Linked DNA regions of Sus scrofa: regions 1, 3 and 4 are each linked to region 2. The links are chromatin contacts, called in public Hi-C, HiChIP or PLAC-seq and promoter capture Hi-C maps. All regions are on one chromosome and are shown on one strand. The core of a region is the stretch at or near the end of the contact, and the rest is flanking DNA. Distances in the headings are between cores, read along the strand shown. Region 1 has its middle 19 kb from the start of MKRN1. Region 2 holds the start of ADCK2. Region 3 holds the start of BRAF (serine/threonine-protein kinase B-raf). Region 4 holds the start of MKRN1 (E3 ubiquitin-protein ligase makorin-1).

Evidence for each region. Promoter capture Hi-C pulls out the DNA fragments that hold promoters and counts their contacts. A called contact is a pair of places that touch in the nucleus more often than the background predicts. HiChIP or PLAC-seq counts read pairs in DNA pulled down with a chosen protein or histone mark.
Region 1: a Hi-C map of omental adipose tissue shows a contact between it and region 2, with 2.1 times the contacts expected there. The contact joins the enhancer-like site here to the promoter of ADCK2 in region 2. A contact is called at or near these places in 3 of 5 promoter capture datasets (liver and skeletal muscle), 16 of 47 Hi-C or Micro-C datasets (alveolar macrophages, embryonic fibroblasts, fetal heart ventricle and 7 more) and 2 of 2 datasets of contacts at active chromatin or transcription factors (alveolar macrophages and skeletal muscle).
Region 3: a contact with region 2 is called in an H3K27ac HiChIP or PLAC-seq map of alveolar macrophages. The contact joins the promoter of BRAF here to the promoter of ADCK2 in region 2. A contact is called at or near these places in 1 of 5 promoter capture datasets (fetal liver) and 1 of 2 datasets of contacts at active chromatin or transcription factors (alveolar macrophages).
Region 4: a promoter capture Hi-C map of fetal liver shows a contact between it and region 2, with 4 times the contacts expected there. The contact joins the promoter of MKRN1 here to the promoter of ADCK2 in region 2. A contact is called at or near these places in 5 of 5 promoter capture datasets (fetal liver, fetal skeletal muscle, liver and 1 more), 30 of 47 Hi-C or Micro-C datasets (adipocytes, alveolar macrophages, blood and 17 more) and 2 of 2 datasets of contacts at active chromatin or transcription factors (alveolar macrophages and skeletal muscle).

Annotation. Positions count from the first base shown.
Region 1 is chr18:9,310,772-9,318,698 of Sscrofa11.1, forward strand. No RefSeq gene overlaps it. Among named protein-coding and RNA genes, the nearest start is that of MKRN1, 19 kb to the right of the region's middle. Within about 2 kb of position 5,635, at least 8 of the 83 cell types and tissues checked have an H3K27ac peak or open chromatin away from gene starts, as enhancers often do. A contact at or near this core is called in omental adipose tissue, where this site is marked.
Region 2 is chr18:9,171,452-9,178,517 of Sscrofa11.1, forward strand. It overlaps ADCK2, which reads right to left and starts at 1,558. Exons shown (of 8, transcript XM_003134607.4): 1 at 1-1,558. The coding sequence starts at 700. It overlaps LOC100514807 (a long non-coding RNA gene), which reads right to left. Exons shown (of 3, transcript XR_297874.3): 3 at 3,823-5,558.
Region 3 is chr18:8,956,038-8,963,487 of Sscrofa11.1, forward strand. BRAF (serine/threonine-protein kinase B-raf) reads left to right here and starts at 1,926. Exons shown (of 19, transcript XM_021078584.1): 1 at 1,926-2,270. The coding sequence starts at 2,142.
Region 4 is chr18:9,327,279-9,335,151 of Sscrofa11.1, forward strand. It overlaps MKRN1 (E3 ubiquitin-protein ligase makorin-1), which reads left to right and starts at 6,359. Exons shown (of 8, transcript XM_003134608.4): 1 at 6,359-6,787. The coding sequence starts at 6,603.

The sequences.
Region 1 (7,927 bases), core at 4,385-6,884, 140 kb after region 2:
AGGGGTCAAATCGGAGCCGTATCCACCGGCCTACGCCAGAGCCACAGCAATGCGGGATCAAGCCGCGTCTGCAACCTACACCACAGCTCACAGCAACGCCAGATCCTTTAACCCACTGAGCAAGGGCAGGGATCGAACCCGCAACCTCATGGTTCCTAGTCGAATTCGTTAACCACTGCACCACGACGGGAACTCCTAAGATTCTTTTTTATAGATAGACTCAAAGGTATTTGACCAATCCTCTCATGCATGCAGGATAGTTCCAATTTTTAATATCATAAGGAGCGTTGAGAAAAGCATCTTTGTAAAAGTATCCTTTTTTTTTTTTTTTTTCCACTTTTTAGGGCCACAGGATCTGAGCCACGTCTGCGACCTACACCACAGCTCACAGCAACTCCAGATCCTTCACCCACTGAACGAAGCCAGGGATTGAACCCGCAACCTCATGGTTTCTAGTTGGATTTGTTTCCACTGTGCCACAATGGGAACTCCTATAAAGTATCTTAGTACAGGTGTTCCTGTCATGGCTCAGCGATAGTGAATGACTGGTATCCATGAGGATGCGAGTTCAATCCCTGACCTCACTCAGTGGCTTAAATGATCAGGTGTTGACATGAGCTGTGGTGAAGGTCACAGACACGGCTCAGATCTGTCCTTGCTGTAGCCACGGCTGTGGTGTAGGCCAGTGGCTATAGCTCCAATTTGACCCCTAGCCTGGGAACTTCCATATGCCTCAGGTGCAGCCCTAAAAGGGCCAAGAAAAAAGATATCGAAGTACATTTGCCCTATTTTCTTTTTTTATATAACGTTTTTTTATATATAATGATTTTTATTTTTTTTCCATTATAGCTGGTTTACAATGTTCTGTCAATTTTCTACTGTACAGCAAGGTGACCTAGTTACACATATCTGTATACATTATTTTTTCTTACATTATCACCATAAGTGACTCGACATAGTTCCCAGTGCTACACAGCAGGATCTTATGGCTACATTTGCCCTATTTTCATTTTTGCTTAAAGTAAAATATACATACAGCAAAGTGCTCAGATCATGAATACATAGCCTGACAACCTTCCACGAAGGACCAGATCCCTGTAACCAGCACGCGGGGCCAGGAGCAGAACAGCATGGGCCGCAGCTCCCCTTCCCGGCATCCCTCCCATCCTACTCTGCAGGTAAGTTTAAACTAAATCAACCCACCAATCGTCGCCCTGCTACCAAGTGGGAAATTGGGCTGTGAAGGATCAGAGACGGAAGGGAAGAGGCCAGAGAGAGTGGATCTGAAAGAGAAAGCAGCTTGCTGAGATGAGGAAGCACGGGTTCTTAGAAGTGATCATACCACCTCTTCTCACCCAGACTGCGAGTAATGATAAGATCTGCCATTTAGGAGTTCCCATTGTGGCTCAGCGGTGAGGAACCTGACTAGCATCCATGAGGTTGCGGTGCAGTCCCCGGCCTTGCTCAGAGGGTTAGAGATCCGGCATTGCCGTGACCTGTGGTGCAGGTCACAGACGAGACTCGAATCCCACATTGCTGTGGCTGTGGCGTAGGCCAGCAGCTGCAGCTCTGATTCGATCCCCTAACCTGGGAACTTCCGTATGCCACATGTGTGGCCCCCAGAACACCAAAAAGAAAAAAAGATCTGCCATTTATCGAGCATTTCTTTGTGCCCATTACTATGTTGTGTTTGTTGTGTGTGTTACCTGAGCACTAGAATGTAAGCCTTGTGGGGGCAGGGCCTGGTCCCTCACGTTCACTGCTGAATTCCCAGCACCTAAAGCCAGTGATTGGCATAGAGGAGTCTGTCAGTAAATGTTTCCTGACCCGGGACACAATCCCCACAGCAGGACTAAAGCCGCACTGTCCTGTCTCCACTGCAGGCGGCCAGCTCAGTAGAGATGGATGCGTACCCTCCGGAGCCAAAGGACTACTGGGTCCAGGAGAGCTGGCTGCTGCTGACTGGGACGGCCATTCCAGCCGGCTCTTCTGTTGTTTTCAGCACAAAGCACTGAGCTCCCAGGAGACCACGTCACCAGTCAGAAGGTTGCTTGGTGAGTAGGAAGTCAGAGCAAAGGGTGTTGGAGAGTCTGGGGGGACATCTCCTTCTCTCACAGGGTCTGTTACCCCGGCAGTGCTGGATCTGCCCTGCCAACCTCTTTGCTTGTTTGTTTTGTCTTTTGTCTTTTCAGAGCTGCATCTGTGGCATAGGGAGGTTCCCAGGCCAGGGGTCTAATTGGAGCTGTTTCTGCTGGCCTACACCAGAGCCACCGCAATGCCAGATCTGAGCCTCGTCCGTGACCTACACTGCAGCTCATGGCAATGCGGGATCCTTAACCCACTGAGCGAGGCCAGGGATCAAACCCGAAACCTCATGGCTCCTAGACGGATTTGTTTCCGCTGTGCCAAGACGGGAACTTCTGTTTGTTTTTTAGGGCCTACCCATGGCATATGGAAGATCCCAGGCTAGGGGTCGAATCAGAGCTGCAGCTGCCAGTCTACGCCACAGCCACAGCAACTCAGGATCCTGAACCCATGGAGAGAGGGAGGGATCAAACCCACGTCCTCATGGATTCTAGTCAGGTTCCTTACCACTGAGCCATGACGGGAACTCTCTCTGACTTCTTGATCCTTGGCACTTTCCTTGCCCCAGCCCCTACCCTCCATTTTTTTTCTTCTTCTTTTTATTTGATTGGGGGAAATTCACATAACATGAGTCCGTTCATCCTTCAGTGGACGCTGGGTTGTTTCCACCTCTAGGCAGTTGTGAATACTGCTGCGACTCGTGTGTGTGCATGCCTCTGAGTGCCTGTTCTAAATGTCTGCAGGTATGGTCCCAGGAGTGGAGGAATTGCTGGGTCAGATGGTAATTTCTACACTTAATTTTTTTTTATTCTATGATTTTATTTTTTCCATTGTAGTTGATTTACAATGTTCTGACAATTGCTGCTGTACAGCAACGTGACTTAGTCATACACATATATATATTCTTTTTCTCACATTATCCTCCATCCTGCTCCATCACAAGTGACTAGATACAGTTCCCAGTGCTATACAGCAGGGTCTCATTGCTTATCCACTCCAAAGTTTGCATCTACTAATCCCAAACTCCCAATCCATCCCACTCCCTCCTCCTCCCCTTTGGCAACCACAAGTCTGTTCTCCACCTCCATGAGTTTCTTTTCGGTGGAAAGGTTCATTTGTGCTGTATATTAGATTCCACATGTAAGTGATATCATAAGGTATTTGTCTTCCTCTTTCTTTTTTTTTTTTTTTTTTTTTTTTTGTCTTTTGTCTTTTGTTGTTGTTGTTGCTATTTCTTGGGCCGCTCCCGCGGCATATGGAGGTTCCCAGGCTAGGGGTCAATCGGAGCTGTAGCCACCGCCACGCAGAGCCACAGCAACGCGGGATCCGAGCCGCGTCTGCAACCTACACCACAGCTCACGGCAACGCCGGATCGTTAACCCACTGAGCGAGGCCAGGGATCGAACCCGCAACCTCATGGTTCCTAGTCGGATTCGTTAACCACTGCGCCATGACGGGAACTCCTGTCTTCCTCTTTCTGACTTCATTAGTATGAGAGTCTCTAGTTCCATCCATGTTGCTGTAAATAGCATTATTTTGTTCTTTTTTATGGCCAAATAGTATTCCATAGTGTATATATACCACATCTTCTTAATCCGTTCATCTGTCGATGTGCATTTAAGTTGTTTCCATGTCTTGGCTATTGTGAATAGCGCTGCAATGAACACATGGGTGCATGTATCTTTTTCAAGGAAAGTTTTGTCTGGATATATTTCCAAGATTGGGCTTTCTGGGTCATATGGTAGTTCTATATATATAGTTTTCTGAGGTGCCCCCCCCACTGTTTTCCATAGTGGTTGTACCACTTTACTTTCCCACCAAAGTGGGGGAGGATTCCCTTTTCTCCACACCCTCTGCAGCATTTGTTATTTGTTGCCTTGTTACTGATGGCCATTCTGACAGGCGTGAGGTGGTATCTCGTGGTAGGTCTGATTTGCATTTCTCTAATAATCACAGATGTTGAGCATTTTTTCATGTGCTCGTAGGCCATCTTCTACACTTAAATTTTTAGGGGAGTTCCTTGTGGCTCAGCTGGTTAAGGATCTGGTTGTCACTGCAGCAGCTTGAGTTGCTGTCATAGCATGGGTTCAATCCCTGACCCGGGAACTTCCACATGCCTCGGGCATGGTCAAAAATTTTTTTGAAGGAGTCATCAAACTGTTTTCCATACCACTCCACCACTTTACACACCCACCCACAATGTATGAGTGCTGCTCCCTTGCTTTCTTCAGACAGATTCCAGCTTTCCTAGCTATATCCATCACCTTCCAGCCATATCTCTCAGAAAGGACCCCGTGTTTCTCAAGGGTGATTGGCATCCCCTGCAGCAGATCACCTAAGATACTAGTTTTTTTGTTTGTTTTTTTAATGTTTGCAGGGCTGCACCCATGGCCTATGGAAGGTCCCAGGCTAGGGGTCCTGCAGCTGCGGGCCTACACCACACCCACAGCAATGCCAGATCCAAGCTGCATCTGAGACCTACACCACGGCTGGCAACGCCAGATCCTTAACCCACTGAGCAAGGCCAGGGATTGAACCCACGTCCTCATGAATATTAGTCAGGTTGTTATTGCTGAGCCACAAAGGGAACTCCTAGGATACTAGTTTGAAATGCGTATTTCTGGGATCCACCTTGAATATCCGGGGCTAAGGCTTAGAACCATTGGTTGCTTGGGAGTTCCCTAGATGTCTTCAAAAGTTCACAAGCCTCGGTTTAAATGACTCACTTCTCTAGGTGACCCATTTCCTCCCTTTTATGCAAATTCTCCCTAAATTTCACTGACAGAGTAATCTCCGGGCCAAATTTTAGAAGTAAGACTTGCATGCATGGCCTGAGTTCAACATTACATAAGAGCTTCTAAAATGCTTTAAAGAATAAAAACATTAAGGAAAGTGTGCAAGAAGCCACAGACCTGGTGAATTCAGTTTTCTCTTTAGAGTTTTTATCACTGCAGCTACCTTGCCTGACTTACCCAAGTCTGTCCTGTATTGTACCCAAGGCAGTACAGGTTAGCCCCCCCCACCAAAGTCCTGAGGAGAGATCACTGTCGGGGAAACTCGGAGAAGAGCAAGCTTGGGGGGAGCTGGACACTTGGCTCAGACTTGCGGGGGTGGGAGGTGGAGGCTGAGGGGTTGGATGTAACTGAGGGTTCCGAGCCTGACTTGGATGTTTGGGAGGGGCTGAAGCAGGCAGAGCAGGAAGTGGAGGCTCCTGGCTGAGCAAAGGTTAGGACGAAAAGCGAGAAGCAGCCAAGAGGAGCCCCATACTTGCTGGCGCCTGTTAAGGCCAATTAACTTCACTCCCTGGCTTGTCCAGCGACCACACCTCGCCCCACCCAGGTCCTGCATGGGCTTCAGCAGCCAGCCTGTAACTTCTTTCAGGCTACAATTAACAGGAGCCTGGGGCCAGCATCCATGACAACAGGCCAGAAAGGAGTCTCACTTTTGATCAACACTGGGCTCCTTACCTGCCGCTCTTACTCTCCTGCGCCTGTGGCCCTCACCCCTCCCCGCCCCGACCTTAATCCTGAGGACACAGGGTTACGTCCTGCAACCAAACCTCACAACAGGTTGTCCTTCCTACGACGGAGCTAATTCCCTTACCCCCACTGGGCGGTCGGAATGTGGGTTGAGTTGTTTTTCTGGCAATTCAAAGACCTGCCCTTCATGCTCCCTAGGCCTTTGGACAGGTGTGAAAGGGCTTATCCTACAGGGCTCTGGGTGATACCCGACCTGACAAGGCTGGAGGCTGCGGACCAAGGGTCCAGCAGAGCTGCGTGGCCTGACCAGGTGACAACTACCTTAGCAAGACGGGAGCCCCGGTGCCTTTACCTTGGGCCCCAGGCAGAGGCCCCTTTTCTCTCCTCCCTGCCCTGGTTTATCTGGCCTGGAGAAGCCCTGGGCAGGAACAGAGGTGGCACAGCATCCCTTGCCAAGCCAAGGTCAGCTGTACTAGGTGATTCAGACAGTGAGGAGTCCGTACCTTTCCAGCAGCCTGGGGTCCATGGGCTCCTCATCCCTGGTTCCACCAGCCGGGCGGACCGAAAAGCTAGTCAAACGCTGCTCTGCTTTGCATGGAGAAGGGGCAGAAGCAGAGGGATGCTGAAAGCTGCTCCTCATCTCTAGATGGGGGCGTTTGCCCTCTTGGTGGGGGTGGGCAGGTAGGATATGGACCCTGCTATGCTGAGGGGGACAGTCATTGTCCAGCACTTTCCAGCCACATCAAAATATTTCTGTTTTGGGAGTTCCCGTCGTGGTGCAGTGGTTAACGAATCCGACTAGGAACCATGAGGTTGCGGGTTCGGTTCCTGCCCTTGCTCAGTGGGTTAACGATCCGGCGTTGCCGTGAGCTGTGGTGTAGGTTGCAGATGTGGCTCGGATCCCGAGTTGCTGTGGCTCTGGCGTAGGCCAGTGGCTACAGCTCTGATTCAACCCCTAGCCTGGGAACCTCCATATGCCACGGGAACGGCCCAAGAAATAGCAAAAAGACCAAAAAAAAAAAAAAAATTTCTGTTTTGGAGTTCCCTTCATGGCTCAGTGGTTAACGAACCTGACTAGGATCCATTAGGATTCGGGTTCGAGCCCTGGCCTCAGTGGGTTAAAGATCCAGCATTGCCATGAGCTGTGGTGTAGGTCACAGATGTGGCTCAGATCTGGCATTGCTGTGGCTGTGGTGTAGACCAGTGGCTGCAGCTCTGATTCAACCCCTAAAAAGAAAAAAAAAAAAAAAAAAAAAAAAATCTGTCTAAAAACAAAAAAAACAGCAGTTCCAGTTTTGATTCAGCAGAAACGAATCTGACTAGCATCATGAGGACGAAAGTTCAATCCCTGGCCCTGCTCAGTGGGTTAAGGATCCAGTGTTGCCTTGCGTTGTGGTGTAGGTCGCGGATGTGGCTCGGATCCAGCATTGCTGTGGCTGTGGTATAGGCCAGCGGCTGCAGCTCCAATTAGACCCCTGGCCTGGGAACTTCCACATGCTGTGGGTTTGGCCCTAAAAAGAAAAGAAAATAGGGCTACAGATAAAGATCAGGGTAAATGCGAGCTTATGTTCTTCAGAGCTGGTGTTTGGTGGCCCTGGGGACTGGTTCTGGTGGTCCTCCTATTTTTTGGAATGAAAATACTTCATAACAGCTTTTATTTGTTGGGGGTTTTAGTTCTGCAGAAGAGCACAAAGATATTGTTATGTATATTCCTTGCTGAGGAACCAGGACCCTGCCCCAAATCTGCACTGTTGATTTTTTTTTTTTTTCTTTGCTTCTTAGGGCCACACCCTCAGCATAAGGAGGTTCCCAGGCTAGGGGATGAATCAGAGCTGCAGCTGCCAGCCTACACCACAGCCCCAGCAACATAAGATCCAAGCGAGTCTGAGACCTGCACCACAGGTCACAGCAACACCGGATCCATAACCCATTGAGTGAAGCCAGGGATGGAACCCACAACCTCATGGTTCCTAGTCGGATTCATTTCTGCTGCCCCACATGGAGAACTCCCTGCACTGTTGTTTCTTGACTGCTCCTTTCTGGTCCCTGCATCCCCTCCCTTCTCTGATGAGCAACCATTTGAACCTGACCTTTGGACCTCGGGGAACGTCGTGGAGGCTGAATGAGGCCTATTTCCTAAAAAACGAGAAATGGGGGACCCAGAGGCTTTTGTGCCCAAGAGCCCACAGGGTCCTGCTCAGTTTCACTGCTAAGTGGAGGTGGTAAAGTTTTACACGTTCCTCTTAAAACATTGTGTTCTCACTATTGCGGACCTGGCCAGGACATCTTGGAGATCTTCCGTGCCTTTCCCAGAGGTTGAGGAATGAATGACAAAGGAGCCTTAGCACTGGGCTTTGCTGGGC
Region 2 (7,066 bases), core at 308-2,807:
CCAGTCTCTGGATGCTGTCGTTTTCCAGGAAGGCAGGGTTGGCACGAGCTTTGTACACTTGGGCCACACAGCCTGAACCCACGGGTTCCAGCTTCTCAAAGCACAGGACCCTCCCCCAGTCCTCTCCAAAGGCCTGCCGTAGGAAGTGTTCAGTGTGAGTCCAAGGATGAGGAGGCACCCGGACATGCAGCTTGGAGAACTGGGCGCAGAAAGCCTCTGAGAAGAGATCCCGCCGGGTGCTGGCCCACTGGCCCAGTTTGATGTACGTTGGGCCAGAGGTCTCGGTGGCTTTCAGAAGCAGGTAGAGCCAGAGACTGGAGACACTGGGAGCCAGGTAGGTGAAGGGGTAGAGTAGAAGGAGGGGGAAGAATTTCACCAGGAGGGCCCCCGCCCTGAGCCAGATCCGCAGGTGCAGAAGGAGACCGTCCAGCCGTCCCTCTGGGGGGACTGTCCCCAGGGGCCCATGTGCAGCCAGGACACTCCGGCGGGCCCTCTGCCGACACAAGCTCTCAGGGGCCCCCTCCCCACCAGTGTCTTCAGAGACAGAGACGAGTTTGGGCAAAGTGCCAAGCAGAAGCCAACAGAGTCTAGCCCTGCAAGAGTACCCAGCGGGTCTCAGAAGGCCGAGTTCCCTTCTGAGCTCAAAACCCCTTAGGTGCGACAAGCAGACCCTGACAGAGAAGCGCCAGGGCGTCACCATCCTCTTCCAGAAGTCCGCAGCCTAGGCTGCCTACCCTCCGCTTTAAGAAGCAGCCATCGCAAGGCTGACTGAGTCCAGGGCGCCGGCTGAGTATTCCACTGAAAAGTGGGGCAGCTGTGAGATGGGCGACGCTCAGACCTCAGCTTCGTCGTGCAGCCTAAGGCCGGTCCTGATCCCGGTCGTGCCCTGCAGGGCCACACCGCCCCCAGGGCCCGCAGCCCTGCCCCGCCTCCGCCTCAGGAGGGGCCCGCCCATCCGTCCCGGCTCCTCCCGGGTACCTCGCCTGGGCCGGAGGCCTGAAGGCTTGAGCCCCGGAGGGGGCCAGCCAGGCCCAGGCCGGGGACGTGACCTGCGCGAGGCGGCCGCGCGGGCGGAGACAGAGCCGGGCGGCCGCAGGGTCACCGCGCACGCGGGCGGGCGAGAGGTCGCGGGGGTGCCCGGGCACCCGCTTGGGGGCCAGAGCGCAGAGTAGAGATGGGGGGAGGCGGCGGTGCCGAGAGCCTGGGCTCCGGGCGAGGACGGGCGGGAAAGAGCGAGGCGTTGAGAGCTGGGGCGGCAGTGGGGGACAGTGCGGCTGGCCGAGGACCCGGGCACCGAGGACGGCGTTGGGAGGAGCTGGAGTTGAGGCTGGGGCTGCAGGGAGCCGAGGACCGGTGGGCAGTGGGGGGGTCTGGACGCCAAGGGCGTGGAAGGAGAACGGAGGGTCAGGGCGCGGCGGGCGAGGGATCGGGTCTCGGAGGGCCGGGGACCCCGACGCCGTGGGCGGGGGATCCGGGCGGCTAAGGCGAGGGATCCGGGCGCCGAGGGCGAGGGAACCCGACGGCGAGGCGGGGGTCGGGCGCGCGGGGCCGGGAATCCCGGCTCAGAGGCCGCGCGGCCTGCGTCTTCCGGGACCGCCCCTTAAAGGGGACGCGGCGCAGACTCCGGCGGAGGCTCCCCAAGCTAAAATTCACTTCCAACGCCAATGCGCCCCCGACACCCCCTCTTTGTCCCCTGTGCGCCGGGCTCTCCAGCTATCTTAGGCTTTCCCTACAAAGAGCGCGGAAACGGTGGAGGAGTTGAAAGCCCTTTCCCGAACAATGGTCCCACAGACCACGGTGGGAGGGGTGGGGGTGTTGTCCTTGAAAGGCCCGGAGTCCCAGGCTGCACCTATTTGGGGAATGTGTTTGCACCTTGGGGAGTGGCTCCGTAAAGAATGTTCGCTCATTCAACCAATACTAATTAAGCCCAGTAAGTATTTCTTTCTTTCTTTTTTGAGGGGGGCGGAGGGAGGCGCACCTGCAGCTTCTGGCAGATCCCAGACTAGAGATCCAATTGGAGCTAACAGCCGCCGGCCTACACCACAGCCACAGCAACTTGGGATCAGAGCCCATCTGCGACCTACACCACAGCTCACAGCAATACCAGACCCTTAACCCACTGAGTAAAGCCAGGGATCGAACCCGCATCGTTATGGATCCTAGTCGGGTTCATTTCTGCTGAGCCACAACAGGAACTCCAAGGCCAGTAAGTAGTTCTTAAACTCAGCCTAGTATTTATGGAGGCTCAATAATATGTACACTGTAGGGACCTGGGGACACACATCCTGACTTAACAGATTCTTCACTGATAAAAGAAATGAAGAACGGGGAGAACCCATAGGACGGAGGCTGCTTGGGAGAGGAAGGGAGGGCCATGGGGGTGGGAGGGTGTCCAGCCCCAGAAAGAATTACGACCCCAAATGGGAATGAGTTTGGTGTGAGGTTTTTAGGGAGTTTATTTAACCTTGGATTACCAAAGGAAGGTCAGATAACTCCAAAGAGCCAGGAGGAGCAGAACAGAGCTGGGAAATCAGCCAACACTGTCAGGGATGGCCCAGTGTTCTGTTCTGCTCTTGGGGGTTTATGAGGCTGCCTGCAATGGGGTACCACAGTCACTTCTACCTATACAACCCTTTATCTCCACATGGGTGCCAAGCTTCCATAAAAATCTGCCAGGGGGTGGGGGGGTCTGTGGGCCTCACAAATGGAAGGGCCCAAGGGACAGAAATAAGGACACTGCCCGCATGTGCTGCTTGAAGTCTATCTGCCACTCACAGCCCAAGGAATGCTAGAACATGCAGGGACCTGGGCTGCCCATACAGCTAGGAATGGCTACTCCTGCACTGTTAACTAATAATCCATTCCCAGGAGTTCCCACTGTGGCACAGTGGGATTGACCATTGTCTTGGGAGCACTGTGATGCAGGTTCGATCCCTGGTGAGGCACAGTGGGTTAAGGATGGGGCGTTGCCACACCTGCGGCTTACGTGGAAACTGTGCCTTGGATCTGATCCCTGGCCTGGGAACTCCATATGCCACAGGACAGCCAAAATAATAATCCATTCCCATTTCCGTAAGATGCTGCAGACGCCTTCGAAGTTCCCAAGGTCATACCTACCACCACCAGTTTCAAATAGGGCAGGCCATTCATTAAGCCTTGGCACCTTTCTCTCATTTATTTACTTACTCTGTCCCAAAGGTGTAGAATATTCTTGTGTGCCTCTGAGTCACCAAGGGCCTTATTGAGGACCTAATTTGAAACCAGAAGCCCTGAGTTCTAGCCCCCTCGTTAAGAGGTAACCACCTGACCTCAGGCGAGTCTCTCTGGGCCTCTGTTTCTCCTTAAGCAACTTGGGGTGAGGAGTCTAACTACAGCTACATGCATTCTCTAGACTTACATTTATGATTCTGGCAATTAGTATCTTTAACAGTAATTAAGAACAAAATGCTGGGGAGTTCCCATTGTGGCACAGCAGAAATGAATGAACCATGAGGTTGAGGGTTCAATCCCTGGCCTCAATCAGTGAGTAAAGGATCCAGCGGTGCCATGAGCTGTGGTATAGGTCACAGACGCAGTTCAGATCTGATGTGGCTGTGGTGTAGGCCGGCAGCTATAGCTCTAATTTGACCCCTAGCCTGGGAACCTCCATATGCTGCAGGTATGGCCCTAAAAAGACAAAAAAAAAAATAAAATTCTGAGAGAATGGGAGTTCCTGTTGTGGCTCAGTGGTAATGAACACAACTAGTATCCATGAGGACACAGGCTAGATTCCTGGCCTTGCTCAGTGGGCATTGCCATGAGCTGTAGTATAGGTCATAGATTTCGCTCAGAGCTGGTGTGGCTGGGGCGTAGGCCAGCGGCTACAGTTCCAAGCCGACCCCTAGACTGGGAACTTAACATATGCCACAGGTGTGGCCCTAAAAAGACAAAAAAAATTGTGAGGGAAGTCTGAGCTGCCAAGAAGTTGGGATTCTTCTCGAGTTGAGTATAAAACTTCCACCCTGCTCTAGGGCTCCTTCCTTCCTTTTTGAGGTTCTAAGCAGAGGCTCTGCCCTGTTGCAGGCCCACAGGACTTCCTACTTACACAACCCCAAAGGCTCCTAGGCTTGAGGAAGTGAGGGTTCCATCTGTTTGTGGAACTTTATCTCAGTAACCGAGTGCACGGTGGCGATTCCAGAGCATCACCCATAGCCAATGTAATGGAAAATTCTAACGCTTTTTTCAACATGACTCTTTTCAACATGAACTTCAGGACTATATTAGAAAGCAGAGAGCCAGAGGTTTGCTTTATTTGGTTTTATTTATTTTCATTTTTGGCCACCCCATGGCCTATGGAGTTCCCGGGCCAGCGATCAGATCCAAGCAGCAGTCACAACCTAAGCCACAGCTGTGGCAACACCGGATCTTTAAACCACTGTGCCGGGTGGGGATCGAACTTGCGTCCCAGAACTCCCAAGACACCACCGATCCCATTAAGCCACAGCAGAAACTCCCCAGAGGTTTGCTTTAGAAAGGTAGCAGAAGACTGCATGCACCCAGACATCTACGGCGGGGACAGAGATTCCCCTTCAGGGGGCCCCCCAACTTTCCCAGGTCCTACCAAAAGCGGAGAGCAATGGAAAGCCACTTACTGCCATTGTCCAATATTCACCACTTCAGACGAAGACTGGGACCTGTAAACCACCATCAGAAAGAACCCGACCATTTTTTCCATAACTTGTTGGCTTCCAAGCCCACCTATGCAAGGAATGATCACGCCCCCGCCATCTCCTCCCCCACAGCACAACCCAAAGAAGATGCTGACTGCCTCTCAGGACCGCAACGGCATCCATCAGGCAAGATGGCAGCTGGAAGGTTCAGGGAGGAGGGAGGAGGTGGACACAGAGAGAAGCAGCAGGTCGAATGGAAGCAGCCTCCAGTCCTTTGCAACCTGGCTTGTTAGTCTCTGCCACTAGAGGGCGCTGTAGGAACAGCATAAACTGGAGCGGGAAGGCCTTGCTTCCTTTTCCGAGGTTTACCAGTTTTCTGTGGCATCACGTTGGTGCCTTTGTGTATGTGATTGAGCTGCAGCCCATGCCCTCTGAGGTAGTTCTTTTTTTTTTTTTTTTTTTTTAATCTGTCTTGTATTTTCTAGGGCCGCACCCGCGGCATATGGAGGTTCCCAGGCTAGGGGTCAAATCGGAGCTGTAACTGCCAGCCTATGCCAGAGCCACAGCAACTCAGGAACTGGGCCACATCTGCAACCTACACCACAACCCAAGGCAATGCCAGATCCTTAACCCACTGAGCAAGGCCAGAGATCGAACCCGCAACCTCATGGTTCCTAGTCGGATTCGTTTCCGCTGAGCCACTCCTGAGGTAGTTCTTCGTCCCTGGGGGGCTGTGTGACCGGGAGCATCTCTGTTCTTTCGGCCCAGGGTCTGAAGCTCAGTCATGGGAGTCCTCCTCCCACGTTTCTCATTCCCTCCTATGTTCACCCTCCATCAAAGGTCAAGGGTAGGCAAAATCCAGCCCTCTGTCTGTTTCTGTACTGCACTCCATCAAAGAAGAGTCTTCACCTTTGAACAACAAAAAAGCAAAATGTTATCCCAAAACAATGGATCCCATCCTTCTCCTTAAGTAACTTTCTTACAAAGCTTGTAAAAAAAAAGTGATAATAAGGGCAGCCTTTAAAGATCACAGATGTTGGAGTTCCCACTGTGGCTCAGCAGTAACAAACGTGACTAGTATCCATGAGGATGCAGGTTTGACCCCTGGCCTTGCTCAGTGGGTTGAGTATCTGGCTCTTGGTGTGACTCTGGCATAGGCCAGCACAGCTCCAACCTCTAGTCTGGGAACTTCCATATGCCGCAATGGAGGCCATAAAAAGAAAAAGAAAAAAAATAATCACAGACATTAATTATCAGTCAAGCCGTTTCTCACGTGGGTATCTGTAACCTCTTTCATGATTAGCAACAGGAGGTATGTATTTAAAATGATGAATGAGGAGTTCCCGTCGTGGCGCAGTGGTTAACGAATCCGACTAGGAACCATAAGGTTGCGGGTTCGGTCCCCACCCTTGTTCAGTGGGTTAACGATCCGAGCGTTGCTGTGAGCTGTGGTGTAGGTTGCAGACGCAGCTCGGATCCAGCGTTGCTGTGGCTCTGGCGTAGGCCGGTGGCTGCAGCTCTGATTCAACCCCTAGCCTGGGAACCTCCATATGCCGCGGGAGCGGCCCAAGAAATAGCAAAAAAAAAAGACAAAAAAAAAAAAAAGAATAATGAATGAAATGAGAGACTCAATATACGGGCAGACACTGACCAGGCCATTTATGACAAGAGAACCCTGACCCACAGCCTCTGTAGCAACGGGCCCAGAATAGTCAGGACGTGGTCCAGGAACGCATCTTCTCTAATTTTCGCTCCCACTACCAACTGCAGACCCATCAGAGAAAGCCACATATCCTTTGCAAACCAATCACACGAGACGTCCCTGCTCCAGCCTCCCCGTGCTAACACCCTCCAGTTCAGGACACTTGAAGACTTAGTTTTTTTTTTCTCTCTAAACCTTTCTCACTAGCATTTGATTCTCCAGTTGTACTTGAGTCTTTGCCAAGTGCAAGTGATGGTAGCTGACTCCCTTGCTGTAGAAAGCTCTGAACCAACAGCTTCTGTTTGTTCTCATTCGGGTGCTCTTCGTTTACATAGGATCTTCACAGAGGTAAGGCCCCCTAAGCAAGTTTCCAGTTCTTGCAAGTGCTCCTGCTGGTATTATCTCCAGTATCACTAGGTGGCACCAATCACTTCTGAAGTGCACCCAAAGCTTTCTCAGGGTTTCCAAACAAGGTGGGAAGGAATGTGAGGGGAAAAGAGATGCAAAGACCCACTTGGCTATGCTAATTTTTTCACTTGAACAAATGATTGTGATTTTAGCATCTTCATTACCAGGCAGACGTGATGCAGACAAGTGTTTGTTCGAGATCCTGGGGAAGGGCTTGGGGATGGATGGCAAATCAGCTGGCTCTGGGGTTTTCAACCTTTGCACTTCTGACATTTGGGGCCGGATAATCCTTCGTTGTGGGGGGGGG
Region 3 (7,450 bases), core at 676-3,175, 220 kb before region 2:
AATAACAACAAACAAGGATTAGTGCTTACCAGGCTTGAGATTATATAACCAAGATGTGGCATGCTGACACTAAAATCCTGATCTTTGGACTCCAAAGTTTATGCTTTCTCTATATTTTCCCTTCTGGATCCTCTGGGACTTTAGAACGGCCTAGGGAAATCAAATAAGATATATCCAGAATTTGAAGTTGAGGTTAGAAAATGTTGAATGAAAACTAACAAGAATCAATATTAAATGGATGAGATCAACCATGCTGTGGAGAAAAAAAAAAATCACATAAAGTATGATCTACATAGATTGTGGCTGATAAAGAAAATGCTAATTTAAAATGGGATGAATGGGGAAAAAAAACTTAGGTGTTTTAATGTTAGGAAGACGTGTTACAATGATGTAATATTTCTGGGGGCTTTTTTTTTTTTTTTTTTTTTTTTTAAATAGGGCCACAAGTGCAGCATATGGAAGTTTCCAAGCTAGGGGTCAAATCCAAGTTGCAGCTGCTGGCCTACGCCACAGCCTAAGCAACACAGGATACAAACCACTGTTCATGGCAACACCGAATCCTTAACCCACTGAGCGAAGTCAGGGATGGAACCCAAGTCCTCATGGATAATAGTCGGGTTCATTACCACTGAGCCACCTGGGAACTCCTGTCAAGCCACGTTTTGATTTAAATTCAGTGCCTCAAGGAGACTTCTACTTGGAAGGGAAAGTACAACAAAGCTAACAAAGGCTCCTTCGATAGTTTATATCTTGGATTTTTAAATGTAGATTTTTAAACATTAATATTCTGTTTAATCGAATAACCTCTCACAAAACTCCTTATCTCAGCTCCTGAGCTCATCCATACACAGACAGTCTGTTTCAGAAGTCAGTAGGACAGATTTCTATCTCTTGAATCATGGTGAATACAAGAGGGAAGTCACTGGTGACTTCTCCCCATGGGAAGTGCACTTAAAGCTTCTCATGACTTGATGTTGAGGTTGCTTGGTGATTAACTGCACATCATCAGGAGTTCGCAGTAACTTCCACTGTTTCTATTTCTCTCTTTTTTTCCTCCTGCATATTTCCCTTTCCTTTCAAATAAATGCATTTTTAAAAATAAATTGGGTTTCTTTAACAAATTCCATTCTGTAATTGGGCCTCTCAAAGGTAATTTAACTCTCTCTTGTCTTCAGGCATGTTTTGCATAGAGAATGCTTTGCCTTATTTTCTGTTCACGAACTGCAGGAAAGTACTTAAATATTTTGAATGATTTTCATGATCAAAGTCTGGATGCCTCTGAAATTTAGAAGGCTCCGAGCCTTGTGCAGGCCCTAGCACATGGAAAGTGCTCCGTTGACATCTGTTAAATGTATGAATCTGGTAAACAAAAAATACACTAAAACAACCTTTTCCTAAACAAAAAAACAAACTTCGACTTAGACTCACTTTAACAGGCCAAATCCTTTAATGTGTCAGGTTCCTCTGCCTAAAAGATACAAGCATCATTCTGATAACGTGGCCTTTCCTAAGTATATTTCTATCAAATTCTGCTTGGCCGTTTCAACCTTGGGGTTTCAAGTCCTATTATCATGACAAAGATACAGTCGCCGTAATAGAAATAATACAAGTCGCATAGGCTTCCCGTCTTCCTCTCTCTAGGATTTCAACTTCTCCTAAAACACGGCCCTCCTCTTCTAGTAAATCCTACAGAACAGAACAGGTTTAGGACGGAGAAGGGAATTAATCGGAGCCATGGCAACGGCGGAGCAGAGAAAACGTGGGAGCAGGAGGGTGGGCTGACTGGAACGCACCCTCCCGGGCAACGGCGCGAGGGCGCTCCTAGCATCACGTCACGTACCCCGCGTGACGTCACGACCGTGACACGCGGGTGACGCCGTTGCCGCGGCGACTTCCAGTCGTCTCCGCCCCCTGCCCCCGCCCCCTGCCTGGCGTCCTTCCCCCAATCCCCTCAGGCTCGGTTGCGCCGGGGGCCGCAGGCCGGTTCCCGAGGTGGCCCAGGCGTCCACCCGCCGCCGGCGCCGCCCGGGCCGTCCCTCCCCGCCGCCCCCCGCCCTCCGCCTCCGCCTCCCCCCGCCCTCCGCCTCCCTGCCCCCTCCCCGCCCAGCAGCGGTCGCTTGGGCCCGGCTCTCGGTTATAAGATGGCGGCGCTGAGCGGCGGCGGCGGCGGCGGCGGCGCGGAGCAGGGCCAAGCTCTGTTCAACGGGGACATGGAGCCCGAGGCCGGCGCCGCGGCCTCTTCGGCTGCGGACCCTGCCATTCCCGAGGAGGTGAGTGCCGGCGCCCCCTGCACCCCTCCCGACTCGGGGCTCGCCCGGCTGGTGTTTATTTGGGGGAAAGAGGTGGCGGCGGGGGCTACGGTGCCCTCAGCCACCTTCTCCTCCGGGCTCTGCGGGGTGGGAGACGGGCATTCCCCTCCTGTCCCTCTCCGTCACGCGGCTCCTCGCTACGTAAACACACACAATGGCCCGGGGGGTTTCCCTGGCCCGCTCTTGGGGCCGGAGGGATTCGGGCAGCGGTGGTTGAGCAGGAGGCCATCAGTAGGGGGCGAGACTCAGGGCTGGTCCGAGAAGGTCACGGCTGGCTGAAGGTAGCCAGCCTCGCATCGCCTCGATGTTTTCGTTTTAGGGGTGGGGGGCGGGGGAGGCTGGTGGCGGCCTCCAGGTGCAAGATGTAGGTTAGTAGCCGGGGCCCGGCCCCTAGCCCGAGTTCATGCCGTGTGTAATTATTACCTGGTCATGGTGATGATGGGGCTCATCATTCCCTCTGCTCTCCATGACTGTCTCCCTTTTCAGGCCGCTGCTCTCCCTTCCACTTCTCTACTTGGTGGTGGTGGTGGTGGTGGAGGCGGGGGAGGGGGGGTTTCTCTTCACCTGTTTTAACCAGCGGATGGTTTTGATTTAGTCTTTACTTTTTCTACCGTAAATGCCACTGTTTCCGTTCTTTTTTCCACCCCGGTCTTGTTCCCCGGTTCCTAATGTTTGTCAGTGCTCTGTCGCCGACTGGTAACCCCCATCCCATTCCCATCTGCCACCCGGCTCCTTTGCCAGTAGTTGGACTGGCCTGCCTTCTAACCTCAGCTTCTACTTAAGACCATTTTTGCACTTCTCTTACCCTGGTCCTCTTGAGGCCTTCCACGTCTTCCCACTGCTCCCTAACTTGTTATCTATTGTTACCGTCACAAATCCTTCTGGACGCTTTGGAGCTACTTACTTTCTGAATCCTGAAGCTGTCAAGATTCCATCAGGTTTCACTTGCAGTCCTGCCACTTTTTAGTCTTCCATTTGTGCATTCGCACGTCTTTGTGTCTTCCTACCTGTTTTATACGTTTGAATTCTTGCTGTTGTCCTCCTTTTTGTCCCCCCCCTTTTTTTTGCTTTTTCCTCTTTAGCCCTTGCTTCTCTCAGCCTGCTTTTGCATTATTCACCTCTTATCACCTTGTCAAATTACTTGGTTTACATTTTGGTTTTTATTACCAAAAATTTATTACATTTGTGTTGGTATTGTATTACATAAAATAATACCCTTTATTATACTTCACAAATAATGAGATAATACATGGTATAATAACTGTACTTTACAGTTATTGATTAGATAATGACTTACTCTGTTGACTTTGCTCAAAGTTCTTTCCTTCCTACTACAGTATCTATATTTTGTTTCCCAATTCTTATAATGTCTCATTCCTTTCTCTTTCCGTGCAGTTCTTTTTCCTGCTTCATCACCTTTACTGTGGAAATTCAGTGTGCTTGCCCTGTTCATTATCACTTTGTTCGCAATATTTGTTTTTCATCCTTTTATACCGCCTTCATGATGCTCTGTACCATCATTTGATCTCACCTAAATTTCTTATGTTTTTTTTTTTTTTGACACCACTATCCACTTACTTTGCTGTTTGCATATCTCAATTCAGTTTCCTCTAATATCTGCTCAGATCAGTTTCCTCTAATATCTGTTCATTTCCCCCAACTTCTTGGATTGTAAGGATAGCGCTCTTCTTTTCTTCTTTATTTTGTTTTCCTTGTCCCCAGTTGCCATTCATTCTGCCTTGTTTCCTGGCTTTTGGTACTTAACTTGCTGAAGCTTCCTCTTGTCTTCCCCACACCTCCACATTCCTTCTTATTTATAAACAGCTTTGTTCCGTTGACATGGAAATTTATTTTTAGGATACATTGTTTTTAATGGGTAAATACTAGGGGGTCACATCTGCTGTCTATTTTTTCCATGAATCGGATATGCCTTTGTCTTACTGGCACAGGTGCCTCTAGGCTGGCTTTACTTTGGTGCCATGTGTGGTTTTGTTGAATGTATGTAGAAGAAGGGGTAAATTAAAGGGTATGGGTTATGAAATTGTAATTCTCTGATTATAACATTGTTTTCATTGAGAAATTTGTTTCAGAGTTATTAGAACAGTTTGCAGTGATGTAGAGAAGGCTTTTGTTAAGTACACTGTCTGCTATCTAATTTGAAAGGGCCAGATTGAGCTCTACCCCCAATAGAGTCTGATTCAGTAGGTGAGACCTAGGGCCGTCGATTTCGGTATTTGGCACACTTCCTGGGCAGTTCTCATGTGTCAATGCTTGAGAACCTCTAGGCTAGATGAATTCGAATTTAAATTGGCAATATTATAAAGCATATTAGTATCTCTTGAAACCATAAGGATACTCTTAACTAATTTCAGTTAGACGTGTTTCCCACTGCTGCCTCCGTTCAGGTTTTTATGGTTAGTGATGAATAGTAGTTTTTCCTCCATGTTTTCTTATAGGAACTTATAATAAATATATTTGACAGGGGGGAGGGGAGTAAAAGATTAAAAATGAATCTGTTTTGAATATAGATAGTCGATGTTATGTATGGTAAATTCCTCCAAGAAGTAATTTTAAATTTGAAGTTGGTATTTGTTAATTCAATGGAAACTGAAATATACTGTGATCTTTTAATTGAACTGTCTTCTGCATTTGTACTAAAGAGATATCATTGTCAAGTACATGGAAAGAAATGAAAAAATGTGCTTGTGTAAAATGACACATTTCAGTCTAAAGAATTACCATATTTGACAGTAAAATACAGGTTTTAAAAAGTTTCTTAGAGGGAAAGCACATCTGTTACTGAAAAATTAGAAAAGTATAAATACAAAAAGCTTTAGAAAATTATCTGTAATCTTGCCAATAAGATAAAATTACCATAAACATTTTAGTGTATATCCGCATACTCTTTTTTTATGCTTGTATAATGCAATGTATGTGGTTTCGTATATTTTTAAACTCATATGGCAAAACATTGTCATATGAGATAAACCATGATTTTGGAGTTTCTGTTGTGGTGTAGCAGAAATGAATCCAAATAGGAACCATGAGGTTGCGGTTTGGATCCCTGGCCTCACTCAGTTGGCCAAGGATCTGGTGCTGCCGTGAACTGTGGTGTAGGTCTCAGACACGGCTGGGATCTGGCATTGCTGTGGCTGTGGCAGAGGTCGGCAGCTGTAGCTCCAATTAGACACCTAGCCTGGGAATCTATCTCCATGTGCTGTGGATGTGGCCCTAAAAAAATAAAAAATAAAAAGACTGTGGTTTTAACTAATTTTTTTATATTAGGTTATTTCAAACTTTTTTATTCTTATCAAACATCTTGAGCATACATGTAGATTTAGTTTTTAAAATTATACTGGAAAGCGAACAAATTTCTTGTCCTGTATTTGTAAGTATTACTTTGGAGATGCTCAAAATAGAATATTCTGGTAAATGGCAGGAGCTTATTAAATATTTATTGAATGAATGTGCTTATGCTTTTGGCATCAAACATTACTTATGACCATTTAAACTTTCCTGATGTTACTTTTTTTCTACCACCGTATGGTATAATAAGGGATAATGTGACCATATGGTATAAAAATACATTTACTTTAAAAAACGCTTTATGCCAGGGTGTGATATTTATTAACTATTCTTCTTATGCTGTATTTTTGTAGAAGGGAGCCTCTTAGAATTGCATTACAATTGAAATTGTATTGTTTTCAAAATCTTTTATCACCAGCCTTAGTTAAGTTGTGTAATTATAGTAATGCATTGACTAAGTAGTATTCTGGTGTGAAATATCCCTTATAGTGAGGTTTGCTGTATTAAAACACATCTTTATGATTCATGCCTGGTTTAGGGTGAACTGCATCATACTTTTAAAAAGTGGTAGGCCCCACTAAGCTTTGTGTTTCTGCAGTTAGGGTTATTGCTGTTAATACTTGTCTAGATATATTTGAAGGCGGACAAAACGTACCTCTTAGGTAAAAACATAAAATAATTGTGTCTTTGGTATTTCTAGCATTCCCTTTCTGTATTCTTTCTCTCATCATTTAATGAACTCCCTCCTTTAGGCATCCACTTAGCTCTTCTTTTATTTAGAAAATTTTCTAGTATTAGTCACTTATATATGCTGGCTATTGAAGGAATTGATTGTCAGTAAACAGATAAGAAAGGAACGTTGGGACTGGGTACTTGAATCCTTGAATGTAGTAAAACCTGAGAGCAAAGTTGATTTAATTTTATTTAGATAATAGGCCAGAAAAATTATATTAAGATAACAGGCTAGAGAAGTCTTGATTCCGTTTTTGGCTTTCCTCACTAGAAAGCTGATCAGGTCATAGTAATTGAAAACCGTATTCTGTGTGTGGTAGGGAAGAGAGGGAGGGAGCAGGCCACATTGCTTTTCAGGTATTTTCTAAGCCCTGAATGAGATTGAGGCAACGACTTAGTCTTCTTCCCTTTTCTTCAATCCTAAAGCTGTTTTTCTCCTTCAGAAACGCCAAAGTGGGAGTTCTCTTCATGGCTCTGCGGTTAAACAACTAGCATCCATGAGGATGCAGGTTCAATCCCTGGCCTTGCTCAGTGGGTTAAGGATCTGGTGTTGCCGTGAGCTGTGGTGTAGGTTGCAGGCACGGCTCAGATCTGGCATGGCTGTGGCTATGGTGTAGGCCGGTGGCTACAGCTCCGATTCTACCCCAGCCTGGGAACCTCCATATGCTGGGGATGTGGCCCTAAAAAGAGAAAAAAAGAAAAAAAGAAAATGCATTCTTTCTTTGATTTCTTAATATTAATTTGGCTGCATACTTAGTGAACATTTTGTGTCATAATCATCTTTTATGAAATCCAGTATGTTACTATGCTTCTATAGAAATATAGAAATGTATTAAATATAGAAATATATTTCTATCTCAAATTGTCACTAAAATAAGCCTTTATAGTCAGTAGCTCTTACTAGATTTTATCTTCTTCAAAAGTTGCATTAAGTCCTTTAACTCATTCTCCCTGTCTAGTTCAGACCAATGCAGATTGGTTATTCTGTAAAGTCAGGAGCTTTTCTGTTTTATCAGCAGTGCTTTCATAGTCAAAATGTTACTTATACTTTATATAAGAACCCAAAATGTATAGTCTCATTTGTTCCATTCTTTCCTTAAATA
Region 4 (7,873 bases), core at 5,109-7,608, 160 kb after region 2:
TCTACCCCTAGCCTAGGAACCTCCACAGGCCACAGGTGCAGCCCTAAAAAGCACACACACACACACACACACACACACACACACACACACAAAAGATGGGTATGGGGACCCCTGCAGTGGCTGCAGTGGGGTCTTGGAGGGAGGGAGAGAGATTGGACTCAACTTTGTATATGACTTGGGCAAGTGGGAACTTATAGCCAAGGAGCAGAAGGAGGGTTGAGGGGTTAAATGGATGGAAAATGTTAAGAGGGACTGTCTGGGGTGCGGGGGATTCTGATGGAACCGACCTATCGGGATGCTTGGTTGAGGCAGATCAGGGCGATCTGACATCACCGGGAGACAGTAGACGACCCGGTCAGATCCGGAGGGTCATCAGATATAGACGATGGAGGATTCTAGCTAGACCAATTTAACAGGATTCTTGCAAAAATCAGACAACGCATTGGATGAACACCGAAGTCCGAAACTTGAGGGCTCGTTAAAAAGTTTAGGGGAGGAGATACCCTTGCGGCGCAGTGGAAACAAATCAACTAGTATCCAGGAGGATTCGGGGTCGATCCCTGGCCTTGCTCATTGGTTACAGATCCGGTGTTGCCTTGTCCTGTGGTGTAGGTCACAGACGTGGCTCAGATCTGACACAGGCCAGCAGCTGCAGCTCCAATTTGACCCTTAGCCTGGGAACTTCCATATGCCACTGGTGTGGGCCTAAAAACCAAAAAAAAAAAAAAAAAAAAAAAAAAGTACAGAGGAGTAGAATTTCATTAAGGAAATTTTGTCGTGCTTTTTATTTTTTTCCCTTTGGTTTTTTTAGGAAACAAACCTGACTGAAACAGAAGGATGCAGGTTCAATCTCAGGCCCTGCTTGGTGGGTTAAGGATCCAGCATTGCCCTGAGCTGTGGTGTAGGTCATAGATGCAGCCTGGATCCTGCATTGCTGTGTCTATGTTAACCACTGAGCAACAATGGGAACTCCACAAAGTGTTTTTAAAAGGACCAAATCATTATTTAAACCCCCATTTGGAAAGAAAATAACAGTAAGATTAATCTTGGTGTTTATTATGTAGACTACAGTGTACACATTGAGGCGTGTGCAACACAGTATAAAGCAGATCTACTCACAGCAGTAGAAGCCACAGTGGCCTGGCAGCATGCCAGCCATATCTCTTGCACTTTCTTTAGTTTTGTAGCATTCAGCACAGACAGATGAGTGGGAATGCCTCCAGTCTCTAGTTTTCTCTTTTAAATTAAAAGCTCCCCAGAGTTCCCGTTGTGGCTCAGTGGTTAACGAATCCGACTAAGAACCATGAGGTTGCGGGTTCATTCCCTGGCCTTGCTCAGTGGGTTAGGGAATCTGGCGTTGCCGTGAGCTGTGGTGTAGGTTGCAGACGAGGTTCGGATCCTGTGTTGCTGTGGCTCTGGTGTAGGCCAGCGGCTACAGCTCCAATTGGACCCCTAGCCTGGGAATCTCCATATGCCGTAGGAGCGGCCCCCAAAATGGCAAAAAGACAAAAATAAAATAAAATAAGATAAGATAAAAGCTCCCCTAGCGTAGAGCCTGACTTTCAGCACCAGCAGGAGAAGGAACACTGGACACACGGCTAAAATCCCTCAAGCTACAAGCTCTGCTTGGTCCCTCATGGGCTGTGAGATCTTACAGAGCATCACTGCCTGTCTCTCCATGTTCATCTTCTCAGATTTATTTTTTTATTTTATTTTATTTTATTTTTTTAGGGCTGCACCTGCAGCACATGGAAGTTCCCCGGCTAGGGCAACAGTTGTGTCCTATGCCACAGCCATAGCAATTTGGGATCTGAGCTGCATCTGCTACTTTTGCCAAAACTTGCAGCAACACCGGATCCTTAGCCCACTGAGAAAGGCCAGGGATCGAACCCGAGTCCTCATGGATCCTAGATGGGTTTTGCTAACTGCTGAGCCACGACGGGAATACCCAGAGAGTTTGTAGTCTAGCTAGGTGAGACAGACCAAAAAACCAACAAACGAAAACCCAAGTAAATTCTACAGTAAGCTAGGAGTTCCAGTCGTGGGTCAGTGGGTAATGAACCTGACTGGTATCCATGAGGACTCAGGTTGATCCCTGGCCTTTCTCAGTGGGTTATGGATCCGGTGTTGCCATGATCTGTGGTGTAGGTTGAAGACCAGCTCGGATCCCACGTTGCTATGGCTGTGGTGTAGGCTGCCAGCTGCATCTCTGATTTGAGCCCTAGCCTGGGAACTTCCATATGGCTGGGGTGAGGCCCTAAAAAGCAGAAAAAAAAAAAGGAAAAAAAAAAAAAAAGACAAATAAAGATATTAAATTAAATAAAGCTTGGCTAGTCAGGCGGGGCCTCAGGGTCAGCCCGGGTTCCAGCCTCTTCCATCTTAAAGTTCAGGCCCAGGGCCTTTCCAGGCGTGTCCCTGTGACTCAGAGAGCTTTTACCATCTCATAGGACTGCACTCAGGGCTCTGAGCCTAAGCCAGATACCCTCCCAGGTGTACTGCTCCCAGTTGAGTGTAACAGTGAGGAGAGTAATTCAGGAGAGGATTTTTTTGTAAAATAGAAGTTTTGGGGGGCTTTTTAGGGCCGCAGTCATGGCTTATGGAAGTTCCCAGGCTAAGGGTCGAATCAGAGCTGTAGCTGTGGGATCCGAACCTTGTCTGCAACCTACACCACAGCTCATAGCAATGCTGGATCCTTGACCCACTGAATGGGGCCAGGGATTGAACCCGCATCCTCATAGATATTAGTTGGATTCATTTCCTCTGTGTCACAACGGCAACTCCCAAAGAATTGTTTTAAACCACCCTTATTCTTAACATAAGAAAGTTTAAGTATTTCCTTTCCCACTCTCATGTTTTAAAAACAGAATTTATTGGAGTTCCTTTCGTGGCGCAGTGGTTAACGAATCCGACGAGGAACCATGAGGTTGCGGGTTCTATCCCTGGCTTTGCTCAGTGGGTTAAGGATACAGCATTGCCGTGAGCTGTGGTGTAGGTCATAGATGCAGCCTGGATCCTGCATGGCTGTGGCTTTGGCTTAGGCTGGCAGCTACAGCTCTGATTAGACCCCTAGCCTGGGAACCTCCATATGCCACGAGAGCGGCCCAAGAAATGGCAAAAAGACAAAAAATAATTAAGTAAATAAATAAAAACAGTATTTATTACTTGACTGTGTTCAAAGGGAGATAGGGGGTTCCTGCAATGGCCCAGCAGATCAAGATTCCGACTGCAGTGGCTCAAGTCTCTGTGGCGCAGTAAGTTAATGGAGTCACTTGTGTTAAGGCCCTGGTCACCAAACCAATTGCAGTCTAATCCCACCCCAAGAAAGCAACCAGGACTTATCAGGGTCAGCACTAAGTGAGGTGCTCTGACCCTTCCATTCCCCTTCAAACAATGCATGCCTTGAGAATCATTTCCTTTTTCTGGTCTCTTTTAGCCTTTGAAAACCTTTCCCGGAGTTCTCGTCATGGCGCAGTGGTTAATGAATCCAATCCAACAAGGAATCATGAAGTTGCGGGTTTGATCCCTGGTCTCGCTCAGTGGGTTAAGGATCCAGTGTTGCCGTGAGCTGTGGTGTAGGTCGCAGACACGGCTTGGATCTGGCGTTGCTGTGGCTGTGGTGTAGGCCAGCAGCTCCAGCTACGATTGGACCCCTAGCCTGGGAACCTCCATATGCCTCGGGAGCGGCCCTAGAAAAGGCAAAAAGACAAAAGACAAAAAAAAAGAAAGAAAGAAAGAAAGAAAACCTTTCCTTTTCCACTGCTCAGTGGAACTTCTTTCTCATGCCAGATGGGATGCGGCTCAATCCGTAAATCAATTCAATAAAGCCAATTAGATCTTAAAATGCACTCGGTTGACATTTTGTTATTTTATAACAACAGATAAACCTTAACAGAGAGAGACCACCAGGAACACACCTGTAGTCCAGCAAAGATGTGCTAATTTACTGCAGCCCGAGAGGCCGCACAGGAGAGGGGGAGTAGCAGAGGCTGGAGCTCTTTTTGGGTAACGGTACCAGCATAGAGACCAGGTCTGGGTTGGGTGCTGTCAGGAGGTGGGGCACTTTAGGAACTGGATGTCTCAGAAGTCTTCTTTGGAAGCTCAGGGAGAGGAAAGAAGTGGGGCCGGGCGGTCATTAGTAAAAAAGAGGTGTAATTACTCAAAAGGGGGATTGTTAGTCCTTTTGCAGCCATGGTGTGACCTTGGGAGAAACAGTGTTTTCTGTTGGCTTTGCCACTGTCCTCATTTGTGTCTGTTGAGTACACTGTGGTCTGATTATCGGTGGGAGGATTTTCACTTTCTCAAAGTAGAGAGACACTTTTTTATTTTATTTTTTTGTCTTTTTAGGGCCTTATGCACAGCAGATGGAAATTTTCAGGGTAGGGGTCGAATCAGAGCTGTAGCTGCTGGCCTACACCACAGCCACTGCATCGCCGGATCCTTGACCCACTGAGGGAGGCCAGGGATCCAGCCCCCATCCTCATGGATGCTAGTCGAGTTCATTACTGCAGAGCCACAAAGGGAACTCCTCAAAGCACAGAGACTCTTGAAAAGCAAATTTAAGGGCTTATGAAAAACTGCTCAGGATTTAATACTGCAGCATCTGAGTAGATGGTGGGCATTAACAGGGAAGTAGGGGTAAATATGTTTTAATTGTCCTTGTTTTATTTTTTTATATTTTTTAGGTCTGCCCCCGTGGTATATGGAAGTTCCCAGGCTAGGGGTCAAATCCGAGCTTCAGCTGTTGGCCTACACCACAGCCACAGCAATGCCAGATCCAAACTGCATAGTGTCTGCAAACTACACCACAGCTCATGTTATTCCTGGATCTTTAACCCACTAAGTGAGGCCAGGGACTGAACCCGGGTCCATTGCTAGTTGAGTTCATTAAGCACTGAGCCACAGCGGGAATTCCTATTTTTCCTTGTTTTAGAAATAACTCTTAGAAGCTGGGATGTGTCAGACAGCTTTTGTTCTTGTCTATTAAGTTAAAACTGCAGTGTGAAGCACCATTCTAAGGGTTTTACATGGACTCTCATTTAATTTTCACAACCATCTCTGGGTAGGTACAGCTATTCTTATTTTAATATTGTTGAAACCGAGCAGGACTCTGTGGGGCTCCTGGGCAGAAAAGCCTTTCAGTGTCCCTCACTTCTTGTTTTTAGAAAATAGGTCTGATTCAGCCTCCAGGACCTTCCCTGAATCCCTGAAGGGCAGGTTCAAAAGTTGCTAATTAGGGAAGAGAGGGGGGGGATGCAGAGACCAGGGAGGAGCAGTCAAGAAACAATAGTGTAGCCTTGGGGCAGGGTCTTGGTTCCTCCTCCAGGAATATACATAACAATATCTTTGAGCTCTTCTGCAGAACTAAAACCCCCAATAAGTGAAAGATGTTAACTACTTGATGAAGCATTCTTGTTCCAGAAAGGAGGACCATCGGAACCAGTCCTGAGGCCACTAAACACCAGCTTAGAAGAAGAATATAAGCTTGCGTTTACACTGATCCTTATATGTAGCCTTATTTTCCACTCCCCAACTATAAAACTACCTCCAATTCTCTTCCAGACTTTAGACCTTTAACCTGCTGTGGTCTCCTTTGCCTGGCAAAGTAATAAAGATTTTTTTTCCCTATCTCCCCGCCTCCACATTTCTATTTGGCACCAGTGGACAGAGTTTCTGCAACATCACTTCTTTTACAGATGGAAAGCAGGAGCATTAAGGTAAGTTGGCTTGCTCCAAAACACGTTGCTGGGTCTGGGCAGAAGCCTAGAAGTGACAGACAGCTGACTCCACAGACTTTGCTTAGCCATCTTGCTATTCTCTTGGATTTAAGGGATAACACTTTTTATGTGTGTGCCCCAGGCAAGTGGACGTTCCTGGGCCAGGGATCAAACCCTATCCACAGCAGCAACCTGGGCAGTGCAGTGACAACGATAGATCCTTAACCTGCTGGATGACGAGGGAACTCCACGGAGAGAACATTATTAACAACTTTGGTTGAAAGGAGAAGACGTGTTCAGTCCCGCCAGGCGCTATGTTCAGTGACTGCGATACATACCTACCACATAGCAACCCTATGTGGTAGGACCTACTCATCCCCATTTGATATAAGGAACCTGAAGCCGGGAGAAAATTGGTATCTAGCCCAAGTTCACAGTGTAGAGCCTGGAAAGTCTGGATTCAAACCCAGAACCCCAGTCCCACTCCCCCCCTCCACTGCATCAGGCACCCTGGGGGAAGTGTTCTGGGTCAGAGCCCTGCAAAGTGAGGACTTTGGTTCCCTAGACTTGAAGCCTGGGGGCAGTAGTGGGTAGCTGAGGGGAGGGGCAGCCTGGGGAAGCCCGCCCCAGCCCCGCCCCTCTCAGGCGGAGCTGCCTCGCCCACCAATCAGCGCGCTGGGGGGGCGTGCCCGGGGGGCTCTCCAGCTCTGGCCCGCACTTCGAGCTGCGAGAAAGCTCCGAGACGCGACGCGGGGCCGCGGGGAGCGAGCGGCCGCCTCAGTGTCCTTCCCCTCCCTACCCCTGGCCTCGCCGCCTTCTCCCCGCAGCCGGACCGGAACTATGTGATCCCGGAAGTTCCGGCGCCATTGCTGTGTGGGATAAACAGTAATGGCGGAGGCTGCAGCTCCCGGAACAACAGCCACAACACCCGGAGCAGGAGCGGCAGCAGCGGCGGTGGCAGCGGCCTCCCCCACCCCTATCCCCGCAGTCACCTCCCCGTCCCCGGGGGCGGGGGGCGGGGGAGGCGGCAGCGACAGCGGCGGCGGCGGCTGGACTAAACAGGTCACCTGCAGGTGAGACGCAGCGCTGCCGGGCGCGGGGAGGGGGCCGAGACTGCGGAGGAAGGGGCGGGCGGAGGTGGGAGGGGAGCCGGCGTTTCGCAGCCGCTACTGCGGTGCCGGCGTTGCTCTCGCCGCGGCTGCCGGCGTTGCTGTCGCCGCCGCCGCCGCCGCCGCGGCCTCGCTGCCCGCGCTGCGTCAACCCCCGCAGGGCGCCGCGGCCGGGGCGCGCGCGGCGTCGCTGCGGGTCCCCGCACCGCCCGCCGCCTCCCCGCGCTCGGCGGAGCGGCGCGCACAGGCAGAGGTAGGGTGACTCCTCCCTCCTTTTTATTGTCGCCGGATCCGCCGCTCCCTATCCCCAGCTTGCAGGTTCGGGAAGGGGCTTGGCGGTGTCGCTTGGAGCCCGCCTCCCCGCAACCTTGCGAGGCCGGGGAAAGTCGCCGCGTGTCCCGGCTAGGTGGCCTTGCTGCCGGCTCCGCCGCCGTGTCATCCGTTTCTAACGTCTTTCTCGGGTGCCCTCGCCCCCCACCCCCTGGAGCGGTAGCTTTTGTTATTTCTTCTTTGTATGTTTATTGAGGTTGGTGGTTCTGATCTTTGTCTCAGAACCGAGTGCCGGGCCGTGTCCTCTCCTCCGCTTTAGGATTTACGTGCTGCCATTCCCGTCCCCCGGGAAAGGGTTTTTTTCTTTTGAAATCCACGCATCTTCTTAAGGGAGCCTAGGGAGCTCGTCCCTCCCCAAGGAGAGAGATTTGGTTGGGATGTCAGATGACAATATTTGAAAAAACAAAGTGATTAGAGGAGGAGGGCTGTACGGATATGTGTAAACATGTAAACAGTTATGGAGCTGTACGTACAAAATTAGGGCATTTAATTGGATGTCGTAGTTGGATTTTTAAAAATGCGATCGGTAGCGACTGGAAGCTTTGTTTTTTCTACTGGTTGAAAGGAAATCTTTGAAACGCCAGTTTTCACCTAGATGCGGTAATTGATGTCCAAATACTTCGTATACAGAACTTACAGTCCTGGTATTAGCGAGAGTGAAGCGTTCCCAATGCTTAATATGATACGTTTAAGGCGTGAAGGAAAAGATTAAGTTTATGT